2 separate regions of the Mus musculus genome follow, and region 2 is linked to region 1. The links are chromatin contacts, called in public HiChIP or PLAC-seq maps. All regions are on one chromosome and are shown on one strand. The core of a region is the stretch at or near the end of the contact, and the rest is flanking DNA. Distances in the headings are between cores, read along the strand shown.

Region 1 (4,780 bases), core at 183-2,682:
AAGAGGAGGAGGAAGAGGAGGGGGAGGGGGAGGAGGAGAGAGAACAAGAACCACTAGAGAACTATGATGGTCTGGAGTTGACAGAGTTTATTTGTGGTTTGGATGATATCTCGAGCTTTAGGATGGGTGGTGATTCAAGGCTTTTCTTCGAAACCTCTTAGGCTATTTTAGAGGTACATTGAGCCTTGTTTCTACTGCCAACAGGAGTTTTGCACCCCATTCTGAGCAAGGAAGGGGGATGAGTTGTATAAAATGAACCATAAGCAGGGTGCTTCCTTGGTCAACAGTGCAGATTCTAGGAGCTCTGCAGACTACCTGTATCATCTGGCGTACCAGGGGTGCGTGAGCATCAGCATGGATTGGCTGAGTTCCTTAAATTCTGGAGCGGCGTTCACTCATGTTGGTATTCCAGCCACTGTGGCTTATCTGGACAAATATGCAATAGGTACCCTAAATGGAGTTTGGCCTTGGAAGGGTACCATTAGCCTCTGAGGGAAAGATTTCTCAATTTCATTCAATGAGTTAAACTGCACAGGTGCCACCTCTCCATTTGGAATTACCAAATTCCTGTTGTTATAAGCTAGTGATTGAACGTGGGCTGCGTGCCCACAGCCCCTCAGCAACCCTGAGCTATCCAATTTTGAACTTTTTCCATTTCTTACTTTACTGCTTCATCTCGACAACAACCACATAAAGCATGCGGAAAATGAAAGTTTCCTCTAATTGGCACTCAAGTGCTCATTTTGCTTAGAACTTTAATATTTAGGAAGATCGTGTAGCTAGTACTAACGGCAAGCATGTATTCCGTTGATAGGCATCTACAGACTGAAGAAGGAGGCCCTTCCCTCTTCTGTTGATGAAATGCACCCTGTCAGTCATTTTCTCCATAACGTCAGATAAGTCTTCATTGGTTTCATGACAAGGAACATTCTCATCTTACTGTGCCTTTATGGGAGCATGGGGGGAGGGTTGTAAGATACATTACACTGATGAAGTATCATAATCACAAACTATAAAAAGGGGAAATATATGCTTACCATAGGTACTTTTTGTATGAATTTCCTGACCCTGATTTGATCAGAATCTAAACCTAAAGACTGTAACAATTTAGATCTTTTTTTTTTTAAGTTTAATTGTTCACTTTGAGAAAAACCTCAAGGTTATGCAAGAATGGTGGCAGAGCGGAAGCAAGGAGCCAGCTGCTTTGCACATCAGAGGGCTTGAAAGAGAACAGCAGGTCGGATCAGAAACAAAACCACAGCAGGGCCTCTTGCTCTCACAAATCCTTCGGACTACTCACACTGTCCTCTCCCACCAGGTCTCCTGATTTGATTTAAATTAATTAATTTATTTTGGCCTAAGATGCTGCTAGTGTGAATAACGTGACCCAGCTCTGAAGATCTCTAGGGAGGAAGAGGAAGTTTGCCCTTACCTGACACGTGCTGGGAATGAAGACAGTGCCTGCCATGCTTGGGACTCCTCGGTTATTTAGGGAATTCTTCATCCTCCATCTGGGCCTCTGGAGCATCCTTTGTGAGAAAGCTACTAAGAGGAATGGTAAGGGACCTACTAAGAAAGCTGGTTTTCTTCCTCGGGGTTCCTGTCAGTGATAGTTGAGCTTGCTCTGTGGAGAGGGATGTTCATGTCCAGGGCATATATAGCTCAGAGTGATGAGTCCCTTTTGCTTCTTGAAAACGCTCCAGGATGTGAGTGAAGTTAGGACATGCTACTCACCTGGCTACAGAGCAAAAACTGATCCATAGCTGGAGCTAAGTTTCCTAAAACCAGGTCCTGATGGTAAGTGAAGAGATTTGAGCAGATGTTATAAATGTGTCAGTACAGATTTGTCACTATTACAAAACTCTCTGTGGCTGCCATGCTAACAGAAAAGACTTGTTACGTTCATGTCTTGGTATCAGATGTCAGCAGGATGTTGTAGTGCTTACTGGGGTGGGAAAGCTTTTGGATACTTGTGGTTATAGCTGTGGCCATGGTTACACTCAAATAATGTTCAATCTAAATAGACTGCCTCCTTCTTTCTGTGGGGTATACTATGAGAATACTGTGGGGTGTACTATGAGAGTACTAAGCAGGCTTCTCGATGTGAGGCTGAAGAGTAAATCATGAGTGTCGCTTTAGTTTGTCTGGACAGGATGATTTGTGAATGGTCGCCAACTGAAAATAGGAAACAATTCTCCATAGTTTATGAAGACAAGGTCTGTAATGCTTGGGATCCTTGGGTTATTTATCTTCCACCATCACACGTGTAGCAACTGGGCACATTCGTGTTGGATTGAAAAATAGAACCACTGAGGTCCTGTGGAATGTCATCTTGAAATCTGGAACTGTGAGGTTTAGGATTCAATGATCTGATGTCACAAGACCACCTAGCCAAGAGCAGAGTAGAACTTCTTCTTAGTCATTCAAGCCCTTGTTTATTATTACCCACCTCTGAAAGACAAGAGGAGTCAAATATTAATTCTATTTAATTCTAAGGGACCTCTTGCAGACTGGACTCTGTGAAACAAAGGAAATATTTTTAATTTTATAGCACAATTGGGGTTGTAATTCGCATTATATTCTTCTACCCAGTATGTTATAATCTGGTATTTATTACGCACAGAAACTTGGTTATCAGGTGGGAGTATTTATTCCCTCTGCTACTTACATTATGAACTCAGTTAAGTTTCTTCTCCTTTCTTAGTTTTCCTTTCTTCATTAAAAAATATATAATTATACCTAGCAGTTGGCCTTTTCTTATACCTATAGTGCCTAGCTATGGTAAGTAGATGCAATTAAAGCTTGATAAATGTTAATGGTGACCTTTGCCAATAGTTTTTTCCTTCAGTACCTTTGATAAAATCCAATTAAATGAGAACTTAGGTTTAACATTAAAACCTTAAGTAGATCTAGTTTTAAAAATCGCCAAATGCTATAGATATTTAGTTATGAAGTAAGATTATAATGCAGGCATACATTGTAGAATGTTTAAATCAATTGAGCTAACTTGCCTATGACCTTACATACTTATCATTTTAAATTTACCAGATCTTAATTTTAAAATAATTAGCTGTAGTCACTGTGTTTTGACTAGAACATTTTACTTATGTCTAGCTCTGACTTCATGCTTTGTTATTAATGTCTCACTAATACTTGCTTCAAATAATTAATATTTTGTTTGAAATTTTTATCCCCAAACATAATAAATCAATATATAGAGAAAATGAAATGGAAAGATTTAGATAAGCACAGGCCAGGTGCCTTATTCAGCAGTTTTTATGGTGGATTACAATGTTGCTCATATTAAATTACTAACATAGACTGGGTGTTGATAGGATGGCTCAGTGGGTAGAGGTGCTTGCTGCCAAATCTGATAAATTGTGTTCAATCCCTAGGACCCACATGGTAGAGGGAGAAAACTTAACCTGGAATCTTGAAAGTTATTAATATTCTCTCTAATCCCTATTCATGTGTTATCCCCCCAAACACACACACACACACTCCAGTGCACATGCACACACACATGTGCATATACACATTAAATAAATGTAATAAAATATATTTTAAAAGAATATAGGTCGAGAAAGGAGCATTTGGTGAGTTTTGGAAGGGTGGTTCAGTGATAGAGCACTTACGTAACATAATGAGGGCTTAGACTATTCTCAGCACCCTGCTGTCCCCTCCCTTCAAAAGAAGAATGTAAAAAGTAATCTTTTGTAAAAATTTATTCTTCTGGACAAAACCGATAGTGGATACATTCCTTAAAATTATACTAATGACATAAATAGCCTTTATAGTCTGAAGAAGTCCTATGACTTTCAGTAACTATGGAATTCTTTACAACACTATATTTTCAACTTATTTAAGGATGGTTTAACAATATTTCCCACCGTTATAGTAATATGAAATTCTAAGGAGGTGGGTTTTTGTGTTTCTCAAGAGTGGGGAAATACAGAGAAAAACTCCCCTAGTTTCAAGACCATCATTTCTCTCCTGATTGAAGTAGAGTAGAAATCACTGCTCCTCAGGACGCCTGAAAGATGAAAATCAAGTTGAGCTGGTAGGTCTCGTTAACATTTTTTGCCTTTTCCCTAATTGCCATGTTCATCTAATGAACAACCTGGAGTTCACATCCATCACAAATAGTCCACAGTTCCCAAGTCATCAGTAGGAGAAACCGAGGTGTTCAGCTCTGAGCTGGATGGGAGTGGCTCACTTCATTTTCATTTGTGATACTAGAAAAGGAAAGTGGACACTGGGGAACAATGGGTGGATTTTTAACCACAGAGACAGAGTCAACTATATCTGGGGCTTGAGATCCAGTGTCAAGTCTGCCATCTCTGTAGCAGACTGTATTGGGGATGTGAGAAAATCAGTTGAAGGGAAGTGAAAGTGGACTTCCCTGCACCTTTCTTTCTCTTTTTCTTTTTTCTTTCTTTTTTTTCCCTTATTAGATATTTTCTTTATTTACATTTCAAATGTTATCCCCTTTTCTAGTTTCCCCTCTGAAAATACCCTATCCCCTCCCTCCTCCCCCTGCTCATCAACCCACCCACTCCTGATGCTGCTTCTTAGCCCTGGCATTCCCCTACACTGAAGCATAGAGCCTACACAGGACCAAGGGCCTCTCCTCCCATTGATGACCGTCTAGGCCATCCTCTGCTACATATGCAGCTAGAGCCAAAAGTCCCACCATGTGTACTCTTTGGTTGGTGGTTTAGTCCCAGGGAGCTCTGGGGGTACTGGTTAGTTCATATTGTTGTTCCTCCTATGCCCTGCA
Region 2 (4,518 bases), core at 793-3,292, 120 kb after region 1:
CCCCACGCCCAGCAGCAGATGGCTAACACAAGAAGAACTCAGGGGAGTTGTTAGCAATGTTTTGTTCCATAATGCTTGGGGCATTTCCACCTCCCTTGTCTTTTGGCTGTCTATCAAGGTTTTCCATTTTGTGTTTTTATGGGTGCGTGCATGTGTCTGCCCTTGTATAAGTGTTTCTTGTGCCTCCTCCCTTTCCCCCTTCCCTGTTTGTCAGTTTGCCTTGTTTTGTTCTGGTTTGTTTGTCATTTTTTAAGTTGAACTTGCTGTTTTCAAGAGAAAGGAGACATGGAGTTAGATGGGTGGAGAGGTAAGGAAGATCTTAGATGTAAAGAAGGTGGGAAACTGATCAGAATAAACTGAATTTTAAAAAATTACTTTCATGGTTTTTGTTTTCTGTTTTTTTTTTAAATCTTTAATCTTAATCTGTTTTTACTGCCCAGTCATTATCCCCCTCCCATTCTGCCCTCTGACAGTTCTTTATCCCATGCTGAAAAAGCCTTTGACAAAATAAAACACCCCTTCATGTTAAAAGTATTGGAGAGATAAGAAATTCAAGGCCCATACCTAAACATAATAAAAGCAATATACAGCAAACCAACAACCAGTATCAAACTAAATGGAGAGGTACTTGAAGCAATCCCACTTTCCTCTTTTTAAAAGTCCATTACGGGCTGGCGAGATGGCTCATTGGTTAAGAGCGCCGACTGCTCTCCCGAAACCACATGGTGGCTCACAAACCATCCGTAATGAAATCTGATGTCCTCTTCTGGAGTATCTGAGGACAGCTACAGTGTACTTACATATAATAAATAAACAAGTCTTTAAAAAAAAATAATTTGAAAGCTGGGCGTGGTGGCTCATGCCTTTAGCCCCAGCACTCCGGAGGCAGAGGCAGGCGGATTTCTGAGTTCAAGGCCAGCCTGGTCTACAAAGTGAGTTCCAGGACAGCCAGGGCTATACAGAGAAACCCTGTCTCAAAAAACCAAAATAAATAAATGAGTAAATAAATAAATAAAATAAATAAATAATAAAAAAATAAAAGTCCATTAATTAAAGAAAATTCATTTAAAAATGACTTTGATCATGTCTTAATGTCATTATGGACTTGAAAACAAATGTAGTATTGGAAATATCAGGTAGGTGGGTTACAGCATAACAGGCAGGTGTTTGCCAGGGTTATCAGGTGTTCTTAGTCTTTGGACTGAAGGAAGTCAGCAGTGTGTATATATACACACACCTAAGAGTCAGATGATGTTCGGTCACACACTGAGATGAGTTACAAAAAGCTATTAAGACATAGCACAGGCTAATTTGTTCCTTCCTGCTCTCTATAGTCATTAAATTTTTAATCAGTCAGGTAACATGGTTAATGCGAGTACAACTTTTTCTTTTCTGGGAACTTCAGATTATAACTAAAACATACACCATCTAAGGGAAGATTTAAGATGCTGATGAGAGATGTTGCTTGTATGTTTTAGAAAGACTGCACTGTACAAAAGAGTCCCTAAGTCATCACTATGCAAATGAACCTCAGTGCTCATCTCATGTAACATAAAAATCTCAACACTACAAGGTGGGGCCATTTGAGATGCTCAACTCTTTGCTCTGGCCGGCTTTGTCCTTTGGACATGTATCTTTTCTTATAAACTGTTTCTTCTACTAATTTGTCTGCTCAGCTCTTTGCTTGGGAACACAGTTACCGGTAACCACTTTGGAAGTACTTCTGACCCCCAATATCGATCAATATCTATAGGATGGGTTGTAATTTTAAGCACAGTCTGAGGTTATACTCAAGTGGCATAGAAAACTGGGAGACAAATATTATGTGAAGTGTGCCCTGGGGAAAATCACCAAGCATTTTCTAGCTCAAATCTCCACCTTGAGGAGGGGGCCTCAGAGATGTGAAGAGGCTTTATGGAACAAAGAAGTGAACACGTGGGTGGGGAAATCCCAGCATTGCATGGGTCTTTTTTATTCAGAAGAGCATCTCCTTTTCTGACAGAGAAAAGAAGATAATAAAGGTGAGTGCAGAGATGAAAGCAAACCAGGCAAGCAGAGACTTTGAAAACAATCAGCTCTGGTTCCTATCTTGTCCAAGAATGCACAATTGTTTCCACCAGAGATTCTGATTCATGTCTTAGCTTGTGTGCTCTTCCGGCCAGAAGCGAGATACGTTAGAAATGTTCTGGCCAGAAATCTCAATTCAGCCACCAGCGACAAGAACTGAACCTGTGGATGGGCCAGCTGGACTGGCCAGCTGTTTTTGGGTGGTTTGAGCTTCCTTGTAGGCTTAAGCCTTTGACCACCTAGTTCCCAGTTGGTGACATTGTTTGGGAAAGTGGTATGGGTTTACTGGAGGAGGCATAACACTGTGGTGGGCTTGGAGAGTTCATAGCTTCATCCTACTGCTGGTTCTTTCTCTCTGCTTTATGTTGAAGATGTCATTAGTCGTCTCCCAGGTTCTTGCTCCACTGGCCACCATGTTTCCCACCATGATGAACTCTTATCTGTCTGGGACCATAAGCCTAAAAAAGCCTTACATAGGTTGCTTCTGGCCATGACAGTTTATGATAACAGCAGAAAAATAATGAATCTATATAATTTAGAGTGATAAAATAGGGATACTAAACAATAGTGTAGAAAATCTTTTAATGCTCAGGCTAGGAAACTTAGAAACTATTTCCTTCTATTTTCCTTTCTAACAGATGACAAATCAACAGAGAGGTAGCCTTGAAGTCTGTGATACAACTGAATGACAGATATCCAGGAGCAAGGTTTTTATTAACTTTACAAAACCAACTATGTTTGGCTTAGTAAACAAGAAAAAAATGGATTAAAACTTGTAATTTGAAAGTTTTCTGGAGTTTTCACTATATTTCCCTTTATACCCTTTCACTAGAAAATTTAAATAGTTTTTAAAGGTCTGAAGATTAAAATCTAATGGTGGTATTTTTAACAAACTCATAGAGCGGTGTACATATCATTTCTATGTTGTTCATATAACAATAGAAGTCCTTGAGCCTACATATTAATGATTGCAACTACATTTTACCAGATGCAATGCCTATTTTGGAAAGAGCGTAAATTGTGTGAGTGCTAACGTGGTGAATCTTGTTCTCAAAATGAGCTAATTCTGCCGTTGGTGAGTACAGTTCTGAGTATATGTAATGCATAAGAAGCTTAACATAAAAGCTCTCGTTCATAAGTGAAAAGTACTCCTTCTGGAAACTTGTTTAAACTTAGTTTAAAAATACCTTCTTTTAGTATATGCAAATCAAAGCATTTATAAATAAAATACAGGTCAGTGGCTCACAGTTTAGAAATACTTAATCTTGGGATCACCACCTCCTTCTTCAGCAGGCTATTTCTGCAAAGCATTCCATTCTCCCACATGGTACTGAAGGACTCACAACGTGAGGACTCCCCCACGTTCTGACTCAGGAGAGGCGACACCCCAAAATCACCCACAAGAAACGGTCTTGCTGCAAATTGCAAGAGGATTTTTATTCAAGAGCGCTCTCGGGCCCACGGTCATACACCACGCAGGGGTAGAGGACCATGGCGCCCCGAGTAGCTGAGTAAGGGGGTATTTAAAGGAAAAAACCACAACTCAAGGAGGTGGGAAGGGCATTGTTGGAAAATACCAAAAATACCAGATAAGAGTCACAAGGAAGTACAAAGTCACAGGTGTCACAAGGAATACCTGGTAATTGTTAACTCTCAAGACAGTTTCTAAGAGCCCCTAACAATAGCACATTTGCATTGCAACTTCCAGGAATGGTCAGGGTGACTTTCTTTGAATGAATACTCCTTGAACTCAGGAAGTGGGTGGGTGGAGGAATGTCACTATCTGTTTTATGATTAGCATACCTTGGAGTACTGAGTTTACTACTCTTTCAGTACCTGCTTTCTTTGAACACGCATGTTATTCAGTTATTGGCTGCTGTGTTGGAATTGTTTGCTCAAGTTTGTTTATCTCCGTGCTTCACATCAGACAGTAAGTGCTATATTTGTTTTGCAGAATTTGTCTCCATTAACAGATAATGCATTTGGGAACAAGTTTTTCTGTTTGTTTGTTTGTTGAACTAGAAACACAATTCCACAATGATATTTTAGTGTTTTCTTCTTCATAACTTTTTCCCATGTATTTTGCTCAAGAACAGTAGAAGATGAATATTTTTATATTATCTCTTTTCTTAAAAAATTGGGATGATGGGCCAGGCGCATGACTTTAATCCCAGCACTTGGAAGGCAGAGGCAGGTGGATCTCTGAGTTCGAGGCCAGCCTGGTCTACAGAGTGAGTTCCAGGACAGCCAGGGCTATACAGAGAAACCCTGTCTCGAAAAGCCAAAACAGAAGAAAAAGAAAAAAAGAAAGGAAGAAAGAAAGAAAAAGAAAAAGGAAAAAAGAAAAAAGAAAAAAGAAAAAAAAATTGGGAGCCAAGGTTCCAGGTAGACCAACCTAACTGGGATGAGTCCAGAGGATAGCTGCATTCAGGTGCAAATTGGTCCAAGCGC

Evidence for each region. HiChIP or PLAC-seq counts read pairs in DNA pulled down with a chosen protein or histone mark.
Region 2: an H3K27ac HiChIP or PLAC-seq map of thymic regulatory T cells shows a contact between it and region 1, with 4 times the contacts expected there. The contact joins the enhancer-like site here to the promoter of Btla in region 1. A contact is called at or near these places in 1 of 39 promoter capture datasets (macrophages), 1 of 15 datasets of contacts at CTCF or cohesin (CD8 T cells), 3 of 484 Hi-C or Micro-C datasets (B cells and bone marrow-derived dendritic cells), 4 of 115 datasets of contacts at active chromatin or transcription factors (CD8 T cells, fibro-adipogenic progenitors, regulatory T cell precursor and 1 more) and 2 of 9 other capture datasets (adipose tissue and liver).

Annotation. Positions count from the first base shown.
Region 1 is chr16:45,222,905-45,227,684 of GRCm38.p6, forward strand. It overlaps Btla (B and T lymphocyte associated), which reads left to right and starts at 1,433. Exons shown (of 6, transcript NM_001037719.2): 1 at 1,433-1,557. The coding sequence starts at 1,449.
Region 2 is chr16:45,345,084-45,349,601 of GRCm38.p6, forward strand. All of the region lies in intron 1 of Gm30636 (a long non-coding RNA gene), which reads right to left. Among named protein-coding and RNA genes, the nearest start is that of Gm30636, 15 kb to the right of the region's middle. Within about 2 kb of position 2,043, at least 10 of the 459 cell types and tissues checked have an H3K27ac peak or open chromatin away from gene starts, as enhancers often do. A contact at or near this core is called in regulatory T cell precursor and thymic regulatory T cells, where this site is marked.